Linked DNA regions of Rattus norvegicus: region 2 is linked to region 1. Evidence: chromatin contacts called from public Hi-C data. All regions are on one chromosome and are shown on one strand. Each heading gives the region's core, a stretch centred on a gene start, on an enhancer-like site or on the middle of the called end of the contact. The rest is flanking DNA. Distances are from core to core; before and after follow the strand shown.

Evidence for each region. A called contact is a pair of places that touch in the nucleus more often than the background predicts.
Region 2: a Hi-C map of the A7r5 cell line shows a contact between it and region 1, with 3 times the contacts expected there. The contact joins two enhancer-like sites. A contact is called at or near these places in 2 of 12 Hi-C or Micro-C datasets (the A7r5 cell line and Schwann cells).

Annotation. Positions count from the first base shown.
Region 1 is chr4:181,767,314-181,772,093 of GRCr8, reverse strand. No RefSeq gene overlaps it. Among named protein-coding and RNA genes, the nearest start is that of Klhl42, 34 kb to the right of the region's middle. Within about 2 kb of position 2,518, at least 5 of the 93 cell types and tissues checked have an H3K27ac peak or open chromatin away from gene starts, as enhancers often do. A contact at or near this core is called in the A7r5 cell line, where this site is marked.
Region 2 is chr4:181,904,227-181,909,510 of GRCr8, reverse strand. No RefSeq gene overlaps it. Among named protein-coding and RNA genes, the nearest start is that of Pthlh, 24 kb to the left of the region's middle. Within about 2 kb of position 2,735, at least 4 of the 93 cell types and tissues checked have an H3K27ac peak or open chromatin away from gene starts, as enhancers often do. A contact at or near this core is called in the A7r5 cell line, where this site is marked.

The DNA of each region.
Region 1 (4,780 bases), core at 1,269-3,768:
CACTCTGCATAGCCAAGGATGACCTTGAACTTCTGATCTTCTTGCCTTCACCTCCCAAGTGCTAGGATGGAAAGATTCTCCGCCAAGCCTGGTTTATTTGGAAACTTAACCTAGGACCTCATGCACGGTGGACAAGCTCTCCTCCAACAGAGGTCCATTTCCAACCACAGTTACACTGGGGAGGAGGAGTTATATCTTTAAAATATGTTTTCATACAAGCATTCAGATATTCTAGAAAGTCCCGGGCAACCTCCAGAGCCTACCTTATTTACTCTCTCTGTCACCTGGCTCTGACCCTGTTGTCAGAAGGAAGCCTTCATAGCCACTGGCTACTTACTATGTGCGTGTGGATGTCTCCTGAAGGCAGTGGTGTGGGCATTAGAAGAATAGATTGTCTTTTTAGTCTATCACCCAGACTGGGACACTGCTAAGCATGAAATGGGTGGGTGGGGTACCTGAATGCAAGAACTAAGGTTTTCACCACTGTGCACCCTCAGTCCTTCGCACTTGCAGATTCCACATACATCCATCACTGCAGATCAAAAAGATCTTGAATAAAAATTATTCAACTCTACTGAACCTGTCTATACTCTTCCTTATCCCACCATACCCCTAGATAACAGTGTATCACTGTGTATCTCCATCCTCCCCTAGAAGACAGTGTAACAACTGTGTATCCTACCCTACCCCTAGATGACACTGTAACAACTGTGTGTCTCCATCCTTCTTTGGGCATCACTAGCAGCTAGAGATGGTTTAAAGTATTCAGGGGGTTGTTTGTAGGTTCTAAGACATATTATTCACAAACCTGACAGTCTGAGGACTGTGTGATCTGTGGGGAAGGGTCTCCTTGGATACCATGGGGTGACAGAAGAATCAAATGTCCTGCCTGAAAAAGACAAGCATCACCCCTTCTTGTTGTGTGTGCAAGCCAGAATTTAAATATTGAGTGTAGTAGGTGATTACAAAAGAACAAGGGAGCTGGGGGTGGGGGTGGGGGACGTGGCTATGACCAAAGCCCACTTGCTTATGTGGAAATGTCACAGTGAGACCTGTTGACATGCACAATGAATAACTGTGAATTCAAAATCCCTTCTTCGAAAAATAAAAGAGTAGCGCTAATTTGTGAGTTTGATGCTTGTTCAAATAGTAAGTCAAATTTACACAACGGAAATCCATCACCAGTACAGCAACACTGTGCTTACAGTTATGACATGGCTGCCATTATTACCAAAATGTCTAGTGTTTAGGGAAAGTGTTAGGGACCCGCTGACGTTGTTCTTCATGGCTGGTAGCAGCCCTGATGCTGCAGTGGCAAGGGCAGATATTGGAGAGCACCCCAAAACTCACCAGCCTCTGTCCCTCCAAGCTGAACAGTAGTTTCCAGGTCTCTGGCGATTCACAACTTTCTCCAGAACATGTGTGTTACCTTGGCCACACGGGTCCATACACAAACACCACACATCTAGGGAAGACTATCAGTAAATAGCACAACTTGACTCAAAGCAAACTTGAGCAGTCCCAGCGGGGGCAGCCTTGTCTGGACCAGTATAGATGACTAAGGAGCCCCAGGAAGGTGAATCACACAGAGTTGATCTGTCCTGTGACTCAAGGCTGAGCTCATGCACCCAGGTGGTGTTGTGAGCACATTCTCCAGAGGTATTAAGTGCCTACAAACAGAGGAACCAAGGGAACAATGCCACCTCACCTCCGCTCCAAAACCGCAATCTGGCCCGCGAGTTATTTAATTTCGTACTGCACTCCAGACACTTTCCGATTTTAAGAGTAGAGAAACTGAGGCTGGGAGTGCTTGCCAATGTCCACAGCCAAGTTTGTTCATGGCCAAAGCAATATCTAGAATCACAGTACTGTTTGGCCAGAAGCTATAAATGGGAATCTACAGTCTGAAACATTGGTTGAGCCCTCCTTGCATGATTTTTTATTATGGTTTCAGTTGATCTGTGTAAGATTTCTGGTGGTAACAGAGCTTTTCGGTGCTTTGTTTCCTCAGTTCTATCATGGGCAAGTTTTATGTCAACTCAATTAAATCTAGACAAAAACAAAAACAAAACAAAGCAAAACAAAACCAGAGAGAAAGCTTCCAGATCCTGAGACATGCAAAACCAGCCTCACGCTCATGCTAGCTGTCATGATGGGGCCACAGTATAACCCTAAATTGCTTCTTTGGAATATTTATCAGAGAGACAAAGGAAGGAAGGAAAGGAAGGAAGGAAGGAAGGAAGAAGGAAAGAAAGAAAGAAAGAAGAAAGGGAGGAAGAGGGGGAGGAGGGGAGAAGAGGAGGAGGGAGATTCATATTCATCCTATTCGAAAACTAGAAAACATTCTGAACCAAGTTTTATAGAGTACACTATTTTTCTGGTACACACGGCTCTAAAGGAATGGAGTTGTGTTCACTCCAGCCACAAAGGCAGTCATAAGTAGTCAAGATTCTCTGGGTCTCTCAAACCCCCCAGAGGAATGACGGAGCCACAGTCGACCACACATGGCCACTGTGGTTGGGAGGCTGGAATTTGCTGGCCAGCTCCTCAACCGTGGTTTAAAATAAGCATCCCAACACTGGCGCGATGCTTGCAATTCAGATTTCTACCGCTAGGTGGCCGAGAATGCTGGCGATACCGTTTAAAGGCTTTCTGGAGAGCCAGCAGGCTTTCTCCAGAGCTGATCCACTTTATAAAGTTTATAAAGTTACAATTTTAGGTAGGAACTGTGAGCACCACAGAAACAGGCTTTGGTATTTAAGCAGAGTGAGAGAATACTAAGCCAACGTAGTAAAACAAAAGTTTATAACACAGAATCCCACTTCATTGTGGCATTTTGTAAAAGCTAACTCCTATTTTTAAGAGTCTGTAACTGGTCTGATGGGGCAAACAGACGTTTCTGGTGGCAGGGATTCGATGTCTGTCTCACTCGGATCCAATGTCTGTTGACTGCTGCCGAGTAGTCTCTGTTTCACTTTTTCTGATGTTTAGGAGGAAAAAATTAACTTTTTTTCTCCTATATTCATTCTTTCTTCTTCTTCTTCTTCTTCTTCTTCTTCTTCTTCTTCTTCTTCTTCTTCTTCTTCTTCTTCTTCTTCTTCTTCTTCTTCTTCTTCTTCTTCTTCTTCTTGTATTTGTGAAGAAATAGTCAGGCCCCAAATGTGTCAGAAATCAGAATCATTTGCAGCCTCTCCTTCCACAGATCCCGAGACAGCCTGACCGCAAAGGACCTCCTCACTGGCCTGGAACTGTTGGGAATGGTGTCCAGGAGAATGGGGGCTGATTTGTTCTGCCTGTCACTGTTTCCAATGACCCATCCACCACCCATGGCCAATCATGGACAATTTCTTTCTCTAAGAAACCCTTTTCTACTCTAACCCCTGACATTTTAATCCCTGAACCAGAAAAAAAACTATAACAATAATAATACTTTGGGGGTACAGCTAGAGGGAAGGACTCTTACTCAGCATGCTTGAGTTCTAGGTTCTATCCAGAAGGTGACCTAAACTAGTCAGGAGACTCAGAGTAGACACACTTGCTTGTCCTCAAGTACTCCTTCGGGTGCACTTTCCAACCACTCACTTGGACTTTTGTGCACTTGTGAACCCTGGGTGCTAAGAGAATCATCCAATCTGTGTTCTGGGCTCTGTCCAACCTAATTCTTCATTTTTACTGTATCCTGTGATGGCCACTTGTGGACTTGGAGACCGAGTGTATAAGAAAAGGTCTTCCTAGTCTCCTGCCAAGAAATTAATGTGATTTAGGCAGAGGGCCATCCACCTGCAGTGACGAAGGATCATAAGCCAGCTTGGGAGACACAGCAAGACTCTACCTCAAAAAAGATAAAGATAAAGGCGTTAGAGGACAACCTGACACAGATGTGACTATTATAAAGGGCTGACAAGAAAATGTATGCAGGTTACCCAGACAGTGATGGAGAGGACCCCTACCACAGTAAGCAAAGTTTGACAAAATCCTTTTAAATTACATGCTTATTATATATATGTGGGTGGGTGGGTGAGTGCACCATGGTGCAAATGCAGACGCTGTCAGTGCAACTTGTAGGGACTGAGTTTTCTCCTCCCATCCTCTAGGTCCTAGGGATTGAACTAAAGTTGTTAGGCTCAGGACCAAAAGAGTTTACTTACTGGCCAAGCCATCATCTCTCAGCCTTTGGCAAAATCTTGAGTGCAATGAAGTATAAATGTCTCCTGGCTTACTGCAGAGCAGTTACACTCCTGGAAACGTCTGCGCAGAGTTACAGCATGCAGAAATCACAGTAATGATTGGTGCCTATTTGGTTTGCGGTGGTGGTTTGGGGATTTTTCTGAGACAGTTTCTCACTTTGTAGACCTGGAGCTGATCTGTAGACCAGACTATCCTAGAGTTCACAGGGATCCACCAACTTCTGCTTCATAAGTGCTGGGATGAAAAGTGTATGCCACCATGCCCTGCTGGTACCTACTTGTTAAAAAGACTTGAGTACATGATGGGAAATTCATTCAAAAAAATCAATAAAATTTTTAAAAAGTTAGGTACTGAGCCTGATGATAAAGACCTAGAATCTCAACACTGGGGAGGATGAGGCAGGAAGTTTACAAGTTTGAGGCCAGCCTGGGCTACAGGACACCATCTATCTATCTATCTATCTATCTATCTATCTATCTATCTATCTATCCATCCATCCATCCATCCATCCATCCATCCATCTATCTATCTATCTATCTATCTATCTATCTATCTATCTATCTATGGCTACAGGACACCCTGTATCTATCTA
Region 2 (5,284 bases), core at 1,486-3,985, 140 kb before region 1:
TATCGCAAAGCGTTGCATATTTTACAGGGACTATATCTTTTACTCCACCAATAGTATGACATGTAGTAAGGATTTGGTGGGGAGTGTGAACAAATGCATTATCTTCCTGAGCAGGATCTTATGTGTACTTCCTCTTCCTGAGCAAGGACCTTATGTGCACTTCCCCTTCCTGAGCAAGAATCTTATGTGCACTTCCTCTTCCACAGCAAGGATCTTATGTGCACTTCCTCTTCCTGAGCAAGGATCTTATGTGCATCCCTCTTCCTGAGCAAGGATCTTATGTGCATCCCTCTTCCTGAGCAAGGATCTTATGTGCATCCCTCTTCCTGAGCAAGAATCTTATGTGCATCCCTCTTCCTGAGCAAGGATCTTATGTGCATCCCTCTTCCTGAGCAAGGATCTTATGTGCATCCCTCTTCCTGAGCAAGGATCTTATGTGCACTTCCTCTTCCTGAGCAAGGATCTTATGTGCATCCCTCTTCCTGAGCAAGGATCTTATGTGCACTTCCTCTTCCTGAGCAAGGATCTTATGTGCATCCCTCTTCCTGAGCAAGAATCTTATGTGCATCCCTCTTCCTGAGCAAGGATCTTATGTGCATCCCTCTTCCTGAGCAAGGATCTTATGTGCACTTCCTCTTCCTGAGCAAGGATCTTATGTGCATCCCTCTTCCACAGCAAGGATCTTATGTGCACTTCCTCTTCCTGAGCAAGGATCTTATGTGCATCCCTCTTCCTGAGCAAGGATCTTATGTGCATCCCTCTTCCACAGCAAGGATCTTATGTGCATCCCTCTTCCTGAGCAAGGATCTTATGTGCATCCCTCTTTTTCTGTGACTTCATCACAGGAGCAGCTGGCATTGCGCTTACCTCATTCCCACATGTGTGTTTGAAATTACTATTATTCCCCTTGGGTCTTCCCTCCTCCTCCCCCAGGAAGTCTCTGACAGATTCTGTGTTGATTATAGATTCTTATAACTAGTTCTGTAATTCTCCTTTATTTGGCCAATCCTCGCCCATTCCTGTGCACACATCCAACAAATACCCACTTACCCAATGTCAAGTCTATTATGAATGTATCATTGCCCGCTCTTCTGTGCTTATAGGACTGCACCTTCCCACAGACATTATCTTTCTCATTTTCTCTCTGTGTCCCATGTTTATCACTTTGACCTCATCCTCTAATGACCTGGAGTTTACTGTGACTACACCTCCAGCCAAACCCACATATATGAGTCTTTCTTTCAAAGCCCTTTCTGGCTGTCTTCATATCCCCCCTGTCCTGGCCTTCGCCTTCCAGAACAGCTAAATTTGTTGTTGTGTGGCTCCTTTTGCCCTGGGTTCTTCCTCTCCTGGCTCTGAGCCTTTTCTCAGTTTCTTCCATATCTCTGGAACAACAGCCCAACCACAGCCTTCTCCTCTGAATCACACTCAAGGTCCAGCTGCTTCCAGACGTTTCTCCCTCCCATCTTCCAATCCATCACATCATCACCGACCCAGCCTTGTACCACAGGACAGCCTTGAAATGACTGGACTTATAAATACTGGGTGGCTACAGTTCAACTTCTAGCTTACGTCAATACTAAACGCCTAATCTCAGAATCAATCAATGTTAACTTTGAGAAAGAACCAAAAGAAATGGCCAATAGTTACTGAGTCAGCACTGCAGACTGTTAGGAGCAGTTCATTCAAGATTAATAGATTTACTCTCTGCCTTGTTTCTCCGGGAATCTGCGAGAGATCACAACAACACATCCTCAATGCAACTGAAAATGGCCAAGATCAAGAAAACCGTGGGCAGACTCACACAGCAATATGATGGAGAAAACTAGCATATGCATAATCCATTCACACAATGCCATGATCATTGAAGTTGAAATGTCCTTTGACTCCAATCAACTTGCCACTGTAATTATTAACCCCTATTTTTTTAACCTAATATCTGAAGTTACCCCGCCCTCTTGAAATGACATGAAAACTTACTGTATTTTCTGGAGTTCGGGCAGGATGACATGGATCAGTGTCTCTGTTCCCAAAAATGTCTTAACTGACACATGTTCCCAAAAGGCACAGCCTGGTGCAAAGTCCCTGTGTTCAGCTGGGGGAAATTCCTAAGGAATTCTGCAAAAAAAAATGACCTTGCTTTACTTTTTAAAACCCAGGACTTTCCAAACTAATTTAAGGTTTTTCTCCATTCTGTTCCCTGTCAACATGCCAAGGGACCTCTATCAGAATCCAAGCAGTGGACGATGCTTCTGCTCTGTAATCTTCTTATTCTAAGGAGGTGGCTCTGGGGTACAGACATCCGTTTATACATTTCTCTGCTTTTTAATGTGATTTATATGTTACCTAGATACAAAAACAAAACCCAACAACTCAGGGCCTCCCACATGTATGCAAGTGCTCCACCTCTGTGCTACATTGGCAACTCCCTTTTCACTTTTAAGTTTGAGACAGACTGGCAAAGTTATCCAGGCTGGCCTTGCCCTCTCTATTGTCCAGGTTACGTGCTGAAGGTTCAGTCATCCCACCTCAGCATCTGGGGCAGCTAGGCTTACAGGCAGAGTCCACCACGCCCAGTGTCTGAGAGATACATCTTAAGGTAATTTACTAAAACCATTTCAGTCATATTCTTAAATTGTAATTATTTGGCATGAAACAGAATGGCTTGGGCAAGCTTAAATCCATGACGGTCTAGAAGTGACCAGTAGGTGGCAGCACCGGAGTCGGCCAGTCTGGAAACACCCAACCAGGATAGATTTTCTGTGTGCTTTTGCCAGTGTGCACTAAGGCAGTTTAGAGAAGACAAAACCAAGGAAATGTTTAAGGGAGGATAAAGACTTCTCAAGTGCTTGTTCCCTGTAGTTTTTCCCACGTATTTTTACCGAGTTATAAGACATAAAATTTGTTTCTGATCCTTCCAACGCTGCTGTCAGGCAGACCTTTACAAGTGCTGGTGAGTTCTATCTTGCCTCCCTAAGGTTTCTCTGTGCCCCCAACAGTGCGATTCAATGGACTCTTCCAGCCTTCTGTTTTTCAACATCATCTCTCATTCGCATTCAAAAGCACTCCATTTGTATTGGTGTGATCTCCCTAAGCATTTTTAAATTAGTAACTGTAGTAAACTTGTAACACATTTTGTCCATGTACCCATTTCTAAGTATGCAACCGATTCTGCAGCTCGTGTTTCTGTGTAAAAATTCCAGACCAGGTAAATCTGGCCGCCCTCAAAATCTTCCAACAATCACACTTGCCCCTGAGCCTGGCAATCCCATTCCACTCTGTGTGACTCTGGTGACTCTTGGTTCCCCAAACATGCAGAGTCATGCAGCGTTTGTCTTTTGTGGCTGGCTCGCTTTATGTAATGTGCTCAGGTCCTCCAGGCTGTAGCAGTGTCAGGGTTTCCCTTCCATTTTAGGGATAAACATTGTATCCAATTGCTACATTTTGTTTATTCCCTCATCCATCAGTGAACATCTGTGTTGCTTCTCCCAGCTGTCTATGGTGACTAGTGCTGCTGTGAACCTGAGTATTCTTCCACCCTTTCAGTTACCCTGGAGACACATACACACACACACACACACACACACACACACACATTCTCATTTTTGTTTTCTTTCTGTTGCTGTGATAAAACGCTTCAGTCAAAAAAGCAACTCAGGAAAGAAAGGGATTATATTTCCAGATTACAGTTCACCATTGGGGGGAACCAAGACAGAAACTTTAAAAAGCTAGTCCCATCACATCCACAGTAAGGAATACAGAGAAACAAGTGCAAACATGCTTGCTTGCTTGCTTGCTTGCTTGCTTGCTTGCTTGCTTGCTTGCTTGCTTGCCTGCTTGAGCTCAGCTTTTTTTCTACTCTTACAGTTTGAGTCCCCCGACTAGAGACTGATACCACCCATGGTGGGCTGAGTCTTCCCGTATCAGCTGACATAATCAAGACAAACCCCCATAGACACACTCACAGGCCAACTCAATAAAGACAAGCCCTCACAGAAACTCTTTTCCAGATGATTCTAATATGTATCAGGTTGATTCATTACAGCTAACCATCTCAGCCTCATGGTGTCAAAGTCAGGTTTTTTGTTTTTGTTGTTGTTTGTCTGTCTGTTTGCAACCTCCGCACTCTTTTCCTTAGCAACCGTGCCATTTTCATTCCCACCAACACAGCACAAGGATTCTAGTGTCTCCAAGCCTTCATCAACTTTTATCTTTTACTTTTTGATAATAGGGACAACGAATTGCTGTGATTTTTATTTGTATTTCTAAGATTATAGAAAAGATATTACACATCTGTTCGCATGCTTATTGCCCCCTTGGTATATCAACTAGGGAAATGTTCATTCCTCAGTCCATGTTTAGTCCATGTCTTTCTGTTCCTGGGTTGTAGCATTCTTTGTTGGTTTTTTTGTTCATCTCCCATCTTCATGATGTCTGGTCTCTCTGTTAATTCTATCCTTTGATGTACAGCACTGAAATAAGACATTTAAAAAAAGACGGGGTCTCACTGTGTAACCCAGCCTGAATGGAACTCACTGTATATTAGTAGAACAAGCTGGCCTCAAGCTCACAGAGATCTTTCTGCCTCTGCCTCCCGAGTGCTGAGACTGAAGGTGTGTGCCACTCACCTGACCCGAGATGCACTGTAAAAGAAAACAATTGCCCTTCCGATTACCGTGCTTTGTGGGAACTAGACCGTCCTTTACCTAGTCAGTGCAGTGACACACTGTCTTCCATGTGCCTCTGGGGCTCAGCAGTCAACTCTGGGATCAAATAATGGGAACACGGTGTGGGTTTGATGCATGTGACTAAACTTTATTTTCTATGAATTTCTGTGATCGACTACGTTATAAAATACTATAATGGCCCACTGAATGTATACTGTGAACCCGATTGTGTTCTCTCATGGGTTATCATTAGTCTTTATAACAGGACTGTACCACTGTCTACATGGCTAATTATACCAAGTATACACACAGATTGGGAAAGGCCCTATCAGCTAATAAGAACAGTGATTGGTAGAATTAGCGTTGGATGCCACGCCTACCCATGCCATGCCCATGGATGTTTTGAGACCCGGTTTTCAAGGTCTTCCTATGCATAGAGCTCTGGCTGGCCCAGAGGAAAACTCCTTTGTAGCTCGGGTTGGCCTTGAACTTGTCACAGTCCTTCTGGCCCCACTTTTAATGCTGGGATCACATATGTGTGTAGTGACACCCAGCTATGTAATTAGCTTTCTGGGGGACTTCCAAACTTTATTCCAAAGCAGCAGAATCATTTTACT